Regions from separate parts of the Gossypium arboreum genome. Here region 1 is linked to region 2. A link is a contact called in public Hi-C data. All regions are on one chromosome and are shown on one strand. The core of a region is the stretch at or near the end of the contact, and the rest is flanking DNA. Distances in the headings are between cores, read along the strand shown.

Region 1 (6,044 bases), core at 2,342-4,841, 460 kb after region 2:
GGTTAAGATTGCTCCTTTTATATATTATTGCCATGCTGGATAAAAGATCCTGCCAAGGCCTTACCTTTTGTGTAATATGGTAATTATATATATATATGTTCTTATTCCTTTTTCATAAGGTTATTTTTTAGAAGAAAAAAAGCAATAACAGAAATACATGGTTCAATTGCAACTCATAGATTCACACTTTAAACGAATTTCTAATTCGAATTCAACATGTGTAAAAAGAAAAATAGAACTTGGAAGCTCTGAAATTGAAATCAAATCATGTGACAACTGCTTGCAGTTTAGGAATTCTTCCATGTTCTGGAAAAAAAAATTAAGAAAAGGTAAAGGAATAAAAACCAAAGACGGTTCTTATTTGTTAATCAGAAAAAAGGAAAGAAATATTAATTATATTAGCTAAGGATAGACAGACGATTACAATTTACAGTCATTGGAAAGGGACGGACGATCCGTAATGTTGCCACGTTGTTATTGCACTGGCATCTGTCGAGAACCCACGATGTAGACATGCATGTATATATTTCCCTCTCCCCGTGCGTTGTTTGCTTCTTTCAACCACAACCCACCTTTTTTCAAAGCTTCATTCATTCCAAGAGAGTGTGAAGAGTAAAGTATGGCGGACTGGGGACCGGTGGTGATAGCGGTGGTGCTATTTGTGTTGTTAAGTCCAGGATTGTTGTTTCAGTTGCCAGGGAGGAACAAAGTGGTGGAGTTTGGGAACATGCAAACCAGTGGGATTTCCATTCTTGTCCATGCTATTATCTTCTTTGGACTCATCACTATCTTCCTCATCGCCATAGGTGTTCACATCTACACTGGATAGCCTGCCACTCTTATTATTGTGTTTTTGTAAGATTTAGTCCTTTTTTTTTTCTTTTATTACCCTTCTGATTGGTTAATGTATTTCCCCAGGGTGAAGTGTTTGGTTTTGGATTGTTATCTTGTTGGCCTTAATGCAGTAGTAGAATAATAGAAATGATTGGTGAAATAGCAAAATTGTGCTTTTATTTTTATGTTCGGACTCTGAGGATAATCTCACAACTTTCTGGACAAAAATTAGTTTTGAAGGAAACAACAACAAAGAAGAAAATAAATAAATAAATATATATAAAGTAAAAAGACCTCTTTAACAGACACCTGCCTAGTAGATAATTTGTCGAAGTGTCTTTTTTTGCTTGTTTTAACCTTCCATTTGGATAAGAAATTCTATGCTGATTAGCTGATGAAGATTTTGAACGTTAAAAAACAAAGCAACGGAAGTCCCTTAAATCCAACAAGTAAACGATGGGAGAGACTTGCACGCAATAAAGGGTTGGTAATAACCAAAATAGAACACCAATAGTTGTATTCACAAAGACGCTATAATACATCCACATATCTCAGTTACATATGAAGCAACATTTATACACATTTCCAGCATGCATTACTACTGGAAGAAAGCCTGGTACAATAGGTTTCCCAAGAACTCCAGTGCTCCTCAATTATCCAACCCATATTCCAACTCTCTTGTCTCGATCTTGTTTTTCTCTTCACATAAGTTCCCATGCTGCAATGCCACAATTCCCACAGCGTTTTGAATATAAAGTCTTATCAGTGATCTGCTAAATCTTTGCATTAAATTTTATAGATTGAAGAAGAGATACATTCATGTCACGCAAACAAGGATAAAATTTAGCAGCCTAACGCAAAAGGTAATTGATTCAAATGATTCCCAAGGATCGGAGAGCGGCAGGGTATAATAAGTAAGGAAATTTGTTGCAAAACGGGTCATTAATGCGATATCATGAACCTATTATAACCTTAAGCAATGCCATAATAATTAACATCAAGGCTCAGTTTACCTGTTCGAGTTAAACCCAAAGCTCATTTCAAATCAAATATTAAAAAAAACCAAACCTCATAGACAAAAACTCATTTTTTCCCCCTTTTTAACTAGTAAAAAAGTTTTTTCCCGTGCTGTAGGAAGAAAGATCTGCATTGGATTGCATAAAAGGTTCAGGAAAGGCATGCACCAAAGATCAACAGATAAATAAAAGATTGGACAAACTAGAAAGCATAATTTTGGTGAAGAGTAAACAACATATTTGATATTCGAAAGCATTGAAAGCATTCCAAATAAAAGGAGATGGGGAATATGGGGTGTAACAAGACAGGAACTTCTTAAATCCTACCAACCAAAGGTTCGGCCACCACCAAAACCAACCTGAAAGAGAGTTCCCATTAAGCTCTGTTTCACAGTTTCTTTTCTCCTAGGTTTGGTGCTCACCTCTCATAGCTGCAACCTGCAGTTCAGCACTACACTAGTAAAAATACAAAATATCAAACGCCAAATTTTAGCAGAATCTATCAAAAGCGATTTAAGGCTAATAAAAAAATGCAGAGGATGGAACAGAATTAATTCCTGCGAACAAAAGAGGCACTTCGCAAAACATAGCTCTAATTCACAATATCCTACTTACTTAGTCCTCTAAGTTCAATAAATATCCTTCTTCTTTTTTTAATCTTCACCCATTCAACTATCAATCATGAAATATACCCCCAATCTCAAACCTACAAATCTTACAGTATATTGCCATTATTAGCGTGCTATTGAAATCAGAGTCACTTAATGATGAAATCCAGTAACTTGACAAAAACGTACGAAAGGAAGAACCTAGGGTTTATTATAAAGTTCTTTCTTTTCTTTTTTATGTACAATTTCCAAATTAATCCAAAAAAAAATTAGGAGAACCTAGAATTGAACACATTTTTATCCCCAGTCCTTCACGAAAACAGATAATGCGACATCAACAGGTAAAAAGTCACAATTTAAGAGAAAAAGTACATGTAAAATACAACACAAAATCAACCCATTCAAGAAGAAATAATCAACAAACAAATTACCAGGGATATCCTTTCGCCGCGAAGGAGGGGCCATGGCGTAACACAGAATCGAACGACCTAACATGGAGACCGTTGAAACAATCCCAACAACGTAACAAACCATGACCAAACCAAGAACCCAAGGCATCAACATGAACCCTATAAAGAAAGTAACTGATCCACACAGCATCAACGAAATAGATATTCCTAGCATCAGCCAAGCGAATCCCGCCGGCGGTATCGTCGTCATCGATGCCGTTCGCGGAAGAGGAATCCTCTCCGGGGCGGCTGGTTGGTCAGAGAAGGGAAGCGGCATCGTAGGCAATCGTAGAAGATTTAGGACCAGCGCCAACAGCTCGTAGAAAAACCTTGATTGTTGGCCCTGATTTCGTTGTTGTCTTCTCATCATCTTTTTCTTCTCAGAAAAATTCCTAGATGAAAATTGTCCTAACCCTATAATCCGAGCCGGGGGGGGGAGTGAAAATTGGAAACAATAACTAGAATTTATTTTTGCTAAAACGAGGCAACCGGAAAAACGAGTACACAGTTATCAAAACCACCGTTTAATTGGAGAAAAATTAACAATCAGAGGGTTCCAGCCAAGGCTAAGGCTTTGTTTGTTTCTCATGAAAATTTGGAGGGTAACCAAAAGATAAAAGTGACGCGGCGCTGCTGTTATTCCATTTAAATGGAATTTTCAGATAGCAAAAAAGTAAAAACAAAGACAAAAACAGAGATTAATGCCCGAAACAAAAGCGTGAAGGATTAAGTTAGGCGTCCCTACCTAAAACTCCCACGTGGCTATTTTTCTTAATGCCTGATTTGCACGACTTTATTTTTTTTTTATGTTCTAAATTATAGATTAGCTAGTGAAAAATAAATTTTTGTAATATATGTATTTATAAATTGATCTAAATAATAAAGATGCTTTAATTCAAATGTGTAGATATTTTTGTATTTATATTTTCTATATAAAATATATAACATGGAAAAAATTAGATTCAAAATAATACAATTAACTATATAAAGTAAATATTTTTATTTTTAATTGAATTTATATTCGATTAACTTACCACACTAATTCAAATGTTTAAGTATTAGTTTTATAATAAATATAGATATTTAAATTTTAAAAAGTATTTTAATAAAAATTATAATATATCCATTTTAAAATATTTACTTTATTGGAATAGTTCTTTGAGATACATTAAATGTTTAATTTATTTAATTAATTTTATTTATAATTAATAAATTAATACCTATATATTGGTAAGGTTCATTTTCAAAATAATTCTTAATTTTAATTTCTTAAAAAATTAATTTACTAACTGATTATTTTCAAAAAATTCTAAAACAATTAATTTGTTATGAATATCTTATTAAATGGATGTCCATTATAATCAAGATAAAATTTTAATATATTTTAAATTCTAATAATGATCTCTACTTCTTCTATATTTTTATTCCTATAAATAGAGACTACGATGAAGCGTTGTAATTATCCTTTTGATCAATAAACTACATTCTTTATTGCTTTCATATTTTCTTTGTTCTTTATTTTCAACATTTTTCTTTATTTTATAACACATTATCAGCACGATCTTGCTCAAAATGATAGTTTCTTTTATTGACAACCAAATTTATCCTTCATGATTTTCAATATTTTTTACAGTAAGACGCAGAGTTTTTACATGAAGTTTCTTTTATTTAATGTTTCATATCTTATTATCATTATTCATTCTTATTTCATTATCGTTATCATTGTTTTGATTAATTTATTTTACTTTTTGTTCTTAAGGATTGTGAAAGATTTGATACCATTATCTATATGAAATCGAGAAGTAAGATTCACTCTCAAAGTTTACTTTTTGATATTTGCTTAGGGATGATCTGTTTCTCTTCATTACAAAAGATGTTTAGAATCACTACTTCTCATTCATGGTAATGTAAGCTAATCTAATGAACTTTTTTTGAAATTTGATTTGATTTCTATTAAAAAGTTCAATTTATATAATTCACTATTTGTATCTCTATGAATTTATAAAACCCTTCACGCATTTAGTTATTGGGATTTTTATGTGGAGATAAATATTTTTTTCATTTTAATAGAATTGATTGGTTTAATTTTGATTTTGATTAAGATATATGATTATTGCAAAATGTGATATAAAAAACTTACTTATCATGAACTTTAGGATATTCACCACATTCGTGATAATTTCAAATCATTGTAAGATTTGAAATGAAATTATGTCATAAGAGGTAGAGGTTAGAAAATGTTTATGTTTAAACTTTTATAGCTGTAAAGTTATTTTAATTTGACATTATAATATTTTGTATTTTGTTGTGGTATGATATATAAAATATATATTATCTAACCACAATGATTTATTAGTGACATGAATTTATTATTTGTTACGTTTAATATATGTTTTATTTATACCTATTCATTTTATTCTTATATGAATAAGTAAAATTTTATTTTAAAAAATTTATATGATTATATGCTCCTAAAGAGCTAATATTGCATCAAACTATAAAAAGCTCTTTAAAGCTTATATTTTAGCTCCTTGTAATGTAAATTTTTGTAAAATATAATATTATTTTTAGATCAAGAAGATATATGTTGAATAAAACTTTTATGTGTTTTACATTATAACCATATATATAAATAACATGAGATACTCATGTATTTGTATTATATATATTCTCGAAGGAATACATTACACTATATGATTGGAATATCTAATGTGCTCTGTAGTAGCAATATTGTGAAAATAACTTTAACATTATTTTCGAACGATCTCATACCTTCTAGTGGCTAAGCAAAATAACAAGTTACTAATGAAAACTATAAAATTCTTCCCACTAGTTTTGCTTCACTCCCTGAAATGAATGTAGTAGTACATAACAATTATGAAAAATAAAAATATAGAGATCATGATTGTTGTTGTAATTGAAGGTGTGATTGGAGACTAATCATGATAACATGAATAGATAGATTTTGATTTGAAATTCACGCATGTTTTGTATGGTGATTATGAAATAAAGAATCAATGGAGGCGTTTAGAAGTCTATCCTACTAGATTTATTGCATTCTCTGAAATAAATGCAAATATAAAGAAAAAAAAAGATATAATCATGGATCACTAAAAGTGGGAACATAGTAATAAATA
Region 2 (6,264 bases), core at 32-2,531:
CACATAACACGGGTCTGGACCTTGGTTTTGAAACATTGGGTGGTTAATGTTGTGATATACACAAGCACATATGATTATCTTGGAATCACAGATGTATTATTGGATTAGAAAAGCCCAATGAAAACAATCTTTAAAACTGAGTTAAAAACCAAAGCAAAGGAGAGTAGAATTTGGATTATTGATTGATTATAATAGATGGAATCCTAAATAAAATTATTATTTCGATACTTTGCTACTCACTTTTGAACAAAATAAACAAAAACTATGATTGGTAAAACCTTGGATGGCTCCCACTCAGTGTCCATCACCGCTGGATCCCAGATGTGGGAACTCGGGAAGTTGAAGAGAGGGAGGTGAAGCTGAAGCATCAACAAGGTGATTACAATGTTGTTGTGTAGGTTTGGCTCGACCTTTGAGCAGTGTAACAAGCCAACTTCCAACAGATTTGAAAGGGTGAGTGAGACCATTTTTAACCTGGAGGAGGAGTGATGCTTCAGAGACTTGCCAGAACAAAGTGACGACAATCATCACCAAAAGAAGGCCATGGGTTATGGTATTCTGCTTCTTTATTGCTTTAAGCTCTTTCACCAATTCTTCAACACCCATTCCCCCACGTCCACTGCCATTTTCACTTTTTGCCTCTGCTTTATCATCTTTAGCCCTTGGAAAATTTAACTCCTCAACTTCAGATTGCTTCAGGGTGTTATTTTCTTTTAATGATTCTAACTGTTCAACAACAGCATTACAACATTAAAAATAAATCCCAATGATGTTTAAATTAGTTCTTCAAGATGAAGAAAAACCCATTTTTGATGGGGGGGAATTAGAACTATGGAGTTGGCGAGTGTAAGGGCATCTTAAATGGGGATTTTGCAAACGAGGTCTGGTTAGTTCATATGAAGTTGCTCTGAATGAATGAATAGTTTGGTTTTAGATTAAGATTTGGATTTTGTGATGTAGTGTACATACCTGACAGAACAATCTGGAGAGGAGGTGGTCATTATCGTTTTCAGAGATATCTTTTACTGTGGTACCTTCTAAGAGTTTCTGGATTTCCTGATTGATAAGCTCAATATCTTGAGTTGATTCCATTGGTTCTCAACATGGAAATTTCACTTGTTTCTTTGTTGGAGGTGGATGAAAGCCGCCGGTGACAGGTTTTTCTTCCGCTTAGACGTTGAACAGGTGCAATGGATGTCTAAACCCCCTAAAGCTATAACAAAGTTGAGGCCACTAGGCTATGATGTCATCTTGTCTGGCCCACTGCCCAATCTGCGAATGTTCATGAAACCCACATCCAAAACCCATTCCAAGTCCAACTATGCCTTTTTCTTTCTCCAAATCTAGTGTTTGATTTGATTAAGTGGGTTTAATTTTAATTCGACTTTATTTAAACTTAAACTTAATAAATTATAATTTTATGAATTGAATCGAATCTTATTATTTTTTTATGACTGCTTTCCCTAGGAGAAAAAGAAAATGAACAATTACAAATAGAAGAAATGAGGGAGTTAAGTTCATAAAAAATTGCAGCAACGTATCATTTTCACCGAGCAATGCATCAATGCAGGATTTGTTGTTGGATTCGAGGATGGTATTATGCCAGTTCTGAAGGAAAATTAGTTAAAAACCTAGCCCTAGAGCAAAGGCTTTAACCACAAATGCTGATGTGCAGCCAGTTTTGCGGTGGCTCCCAAAACCATCAAGCCTTGACTATCCCTAACAATAACAACAATGCTTGCTTTGTGGGATGAATTATTAAAGGTTGCATCGCAGCTGAGTTTTGTGGGATGAATTATTAAAGGTTGCATCACAACTGAGTTTCAGTGATCTTGATGGTAAAGGTGTCTAAGAAATTTCTTTCAGCGTAGTTAAATTCATGGTTGAGGTCGAAAAGGGAGATTAGCCAAGTTGTGTGAAGAACCCATGAATTCTGTGAACCATAAATGATCTGTTTATCAAAAAACACAGGTGCGTATCCAGTTAAGGTTTATTGCTATAAATATCACAAACTGGGTTAGTTTTCAAATTTTTAATTTTCTACAGTGTAAGAAAACCGTTTTCAAAGTAGATTTTTTCTAACATGGACGTGGAGCCTTTGATAGAGAGGACACATGAGGCCATTATAGTGGCTGATACATGGGTGCAGCCTGGTAGTAGCCATAAAAGGAGAAGGACTGAAAAGGGCTCTTATAGTACCAATGAGAGCAGTGGCAGTAGGTTGGTCCACCGTAAGCGAAGCAAGAAACCAGTTAGCTCTAAAAAGGAGATTACTTTATTGGTTGTCCCTACTCATCCCGAAAATAGAGTTTGCCACTCTAATGGACTTAACTCTTAGCTCCCAAAGTCCGCCTCAAGAGCCCTCTCCCAACACTGCCCTTTCTATACGATCTTCTATCCCTACTGGCTTAAAGAAAAATCCCTTTTCTTCTAGTGGGTCATCAAGGTTATTCTCATGGAGGGACCTTTTTAATGGGGGTCAGCATCCTTCTCTCCAATCGAAATCAACCAATGGAAGGAAAGTGGCCTCCCTTAAGAGTTGAAAGAATGCACTCTACCCTTGTCCTCTGAAGCTAACCAACCATCACTAACAAAGTTGGTGGACTCCTACTAGATAATTGTGTATCAATGTGGCTTTCTTGGCTGGGCCTTTCGAAAGCGTTGTAGTAGAAGTGAAGCTAGACGAGCCCAGTTAGAAATGGCCTTGGCATATTGAGATTAAAAACTGGCTCAGCTTCGTCAAACACAAGAGGCTACAGCCCACCATATCCATGAGTTTGCCAAGTCTGTCTCTAGCTGGAAGACTTAGTACAACTCTCTAAAGATGGAATTCGAGGATAGTGTACACCAACTGAAGAGCTAGATCAAGTCCCTGGAGGAACGACACTTAGCAGACTTGGAGAGAGTGCAGAAGGCGAACAAGGAAGCCTTAGAATAGTACAAGACAGATACCACGATGGAGATAACAAATTATATTCCCAAATTAAGATACAACCATATTCTACACACCTAAGTTATTAATGGGACTTTTGATGTGAGTTAGGTGAATTTCGATTGCTTGCGCTAGTTTACCAGTGTTGATTTGGGCTTCAATGTGATGAATCCCTCTGGTGCTGAATGAGAAGAGTTCCAGAAGAGGTGAGGGTGTAACACCCCTCACCCGTATTCAATGCCAGAATAGGGTTACAGAGTATTACCGGACTTAATAACACATAAATGCACTATTTTCATACATCGATCAAATCATACAATCATCATTCAAACTCAAACAATTTGTCCCTTATAATAGCCTACAATGCCGTAAACATGCTTTAAAAGTGGTTTGGGACTAAACCGATAGCATATGAAAATTTTAGAAACTTAAGAAAAATTGCAAAACATACAGGGGTCACACGTCCGTGTGAACAGTCTGTGTGCCTCACACGGCTCTAGACACGCCCGTGTCTCAGGCCGTGTAAAAACAAAGAATACATACTAACTTGGGTCATACGGCTGACCACAAGCTCGTGTGTCTAGCCCAGGCCATGCCAAAACTATAGGGTATACTAACTTATGCAACACGGCCAAGTTACACGCCCGTTGCTAGGCCGTGTGCCAATTAGGGGGTATACTGACTTGTACCACACGGGCGGTCACACGCCTGTGTGTGAGACCATGTGGAGCATACTAACTTCATTTTAATTCAACACCAGGGGACACACAGCTGTGTAACATAACCATGTGTCACACACGGCCGAGACACACGCCCGTGTCTATACCCATGTGGGCAAAAATAGGCTATTTGCAAAGCCATTTTACCACCCTATTTTCACATACATGCACAAGCATAAAATTTCATCAATCCATAACTCAATAGGCAGCCATTCCAATAAATTTTATACATATATGATACCAATTAAACATAGTATTCAAATAACTAATTAAAATCATGCATTTTCCAATCATATGACAACCACATATCAAGATAACATTTGCATAACTCCATTTCATCTAATACTTACCAAAACATACCAAAACATAATATCAAGTTTAGCCAAATCACATGGCTTAGACTTATACCACAAAATGTACCAAAATCATTATCTCAAGTAACCATACTTATCATTTTTAATACTAGCCTATACATGCCATATTTACATATCCACAAGTTCAAAAGTACCAATCGACAACTAGATAGTGTGATGTGTAACTCCGACATGTCCAAAACGAGTGAGCTATCGAACCTCTATAAAACATGGAAAAAGAAACAGAGTAAGCTTTATAGCTTAGTAAGCCCGTATAATTCAGAATTAAACTTACCATTTATACAATTAAGGCAATAAATAAGGTATACTCAACTCAACTTCCAAATGTCTAAACACAAACATTCATCAACAAGTTTAGCCAGATAAGTACATGTAAACATCCATTATTTCAATTCAATACTCAATACATTGCATTATACCAAATTCATATATCATGTACAACATTAGTAAAATTTCATTCTCAATCATATAAACAATAATCCATTTGCAAACAATAGCTCATCCATATAAACAATATTTCATCCATATAAACTGTAACAGCTCGGTTTAGACCCTACTTGGAATAGTGGTTTCGAGACCACAAATCCGAGTTAAAAAATATTTTGATATTAATTTTCGTGTTTACAATATGTGTTTAAGCATGTGTGAAAGTTTGTATGAAAAATTTATCATATGTGTGCTTAATTTGCAAAAAGGACCTAATCGCTTAAAATACAAAAGTGGCCTTCTATTTGATTAAGTACTTATTTGCTATGGTTTATTAATTGTAAAGTCCTTAAAATGAAATTTGGCCACTATTAAGGTTAGTAGATGGTTGTGGACTTAATATATGTGATGTTATAATGTTTTTAGTAAGGTTAATTTGGTAATTGAATTAATAAGTTATAATTTAATAAAACAAAATGAAATATGGCTTGATAATCATGTTTATCAACCGAAAATAAAAAGAAAAGAGAAAGAAAAAGAGTTCTAGGGTTTCGGCCCTTTGAGATTGAATTAAGATCAAGAAAAGAGGAATTCGAATCTAGATCGAGGGAAATCGAAGGTTATCAAGTAAACGATCTGAATTGTCAATTCTGAGTGCAAGGTAAGTTCATACATGATAAATGATGTTACAATTATATTCTAATGCTTTGATAATGCATAAATAGTATATGTTTGAATATGGTTTGAGTACGGTGATAAATCGACTATGTTTGGCACTAAGTGTGCGATTCAAAATAGCTTTGGCTATAAATAACACTAAGTGTGCGAATTGAAATAGTTTTGGCTATACGAGGCACTAAGTGTGTGATATTGAGATAGTTTCGATTATTTGAGATGGCACTAAGTGTGTGAGATTGTTACAGCTTCGGCTAATCATTAATGCACTAAGTGTGCAAGCTCTTAAAGTATGGAAAGACTTCTAAATGAATGAATGTATTCAAATGAGAGGTGAGGATGAAAATGTATAAATACGGGAAAGTTTAGGTATGTACGATACCTATGTGGTAGATGATACTATGTGTATGAAGCTTGATGAATTTGTATGAACATATCAATTGTGATTGAATAGAACTGATGGATGATTTAAGAACTACAAAATGTTTATTAGTTAATGTTTTGTATTATATGAACTATTAATTATATTTGGTACGAACTTACTAAGATATGAAGCTTACTGTGTGAAATGTTCCCTGTTTTACATTGTTATAAAGCTAGCTCGGATCCGGGGATCTTCAGTGACTCATTTACACTATCAGACATCTATTTTGGTACCATTGTGAGAATTGTACATATGGTATATGGCATGTATAGGCTAGAGTTATTTTGATAGGTTTTGTGATATGACTGTCTAGCCATGAGATTTGGCTTGTAAATATTGGTATGTATGGCTTTTTAAGTTGGCCTAAATGATGTGTTTGATAGGTAAGTCATATGATAATGCTTATGTGATGCTTTGAATATGGAAAGTTGAATTGGTAAGTTTTGTGGTATGAAGTATGTGATAAAATGATGAGTTTATGTATTAGAAACTTATGTAAGTTGTGATGATTTTGGTACATTGACTTGGTATGTTTTTGGATGCCTATAAGTGTATGGAAATGATTTCAAATTGGTTGTTATGAGTTCATGATTGTAAGGTGGAAAATTTGGCTTTTCAAATGGCCTATTTTTGTCCACACAGGCAGAGACACAGGCGTGTGTCTCAGCCGTGTGTGACACATGGTCATGTTACACGATCGTGTGTCTCCTGGGG

The links. A called contact is a pair of places that touch in the nucleus more often than the background predicts.
Region 1: a contact with region 2 is called in a Hi-C map of leaf, with 3 times the contacts expected there. The contact joins the promoter of LOC108487048 here to the promoter of LOC108489576 in region 2. A contact is called at or near these places in 2 of 5 Hi-C or Micro-C datasets (both in leaf).

Annotation. Positions count from the first base shown.
Region 1 is chr3:24,750,521-24,756,564 of ASM2569848v2, forward strand. LOC108487048 reads right to left here and starts at 3,592. Exons shown (of 3, transcript XM_053025600.1): 1 at 2,890-3,592; 2 at 2,210-2,306; 3 at 1,302-1,552. The coding sequence starts at 3,277. The coding sequence ends at 2,302. LOC108487049 reads left to right here and starts at 529. Exons shown (of 1, transcript XM_017791266.2): 1 at 529-1,002. The coding sequence starts at 620. The coding sequence ends at 829.
Region 2 is chr3:24,292,196-24,298,459 of ASM2569848v2, forward strand. It overlaps LOC108489576, which reads right to left and starts at 1,282. Exons shown (of 2, transcript XM_017794222.2): 1 at 970-1,282; 2 at 185-726. The coding sequence starts at 1,092. The coding sequence ends at 295. It overlaps LOC108489578 (nuclear transport factor 2A), which reads left to right. Exons shown (of 2, transcript XM_017794223.2): 2 at 1-7.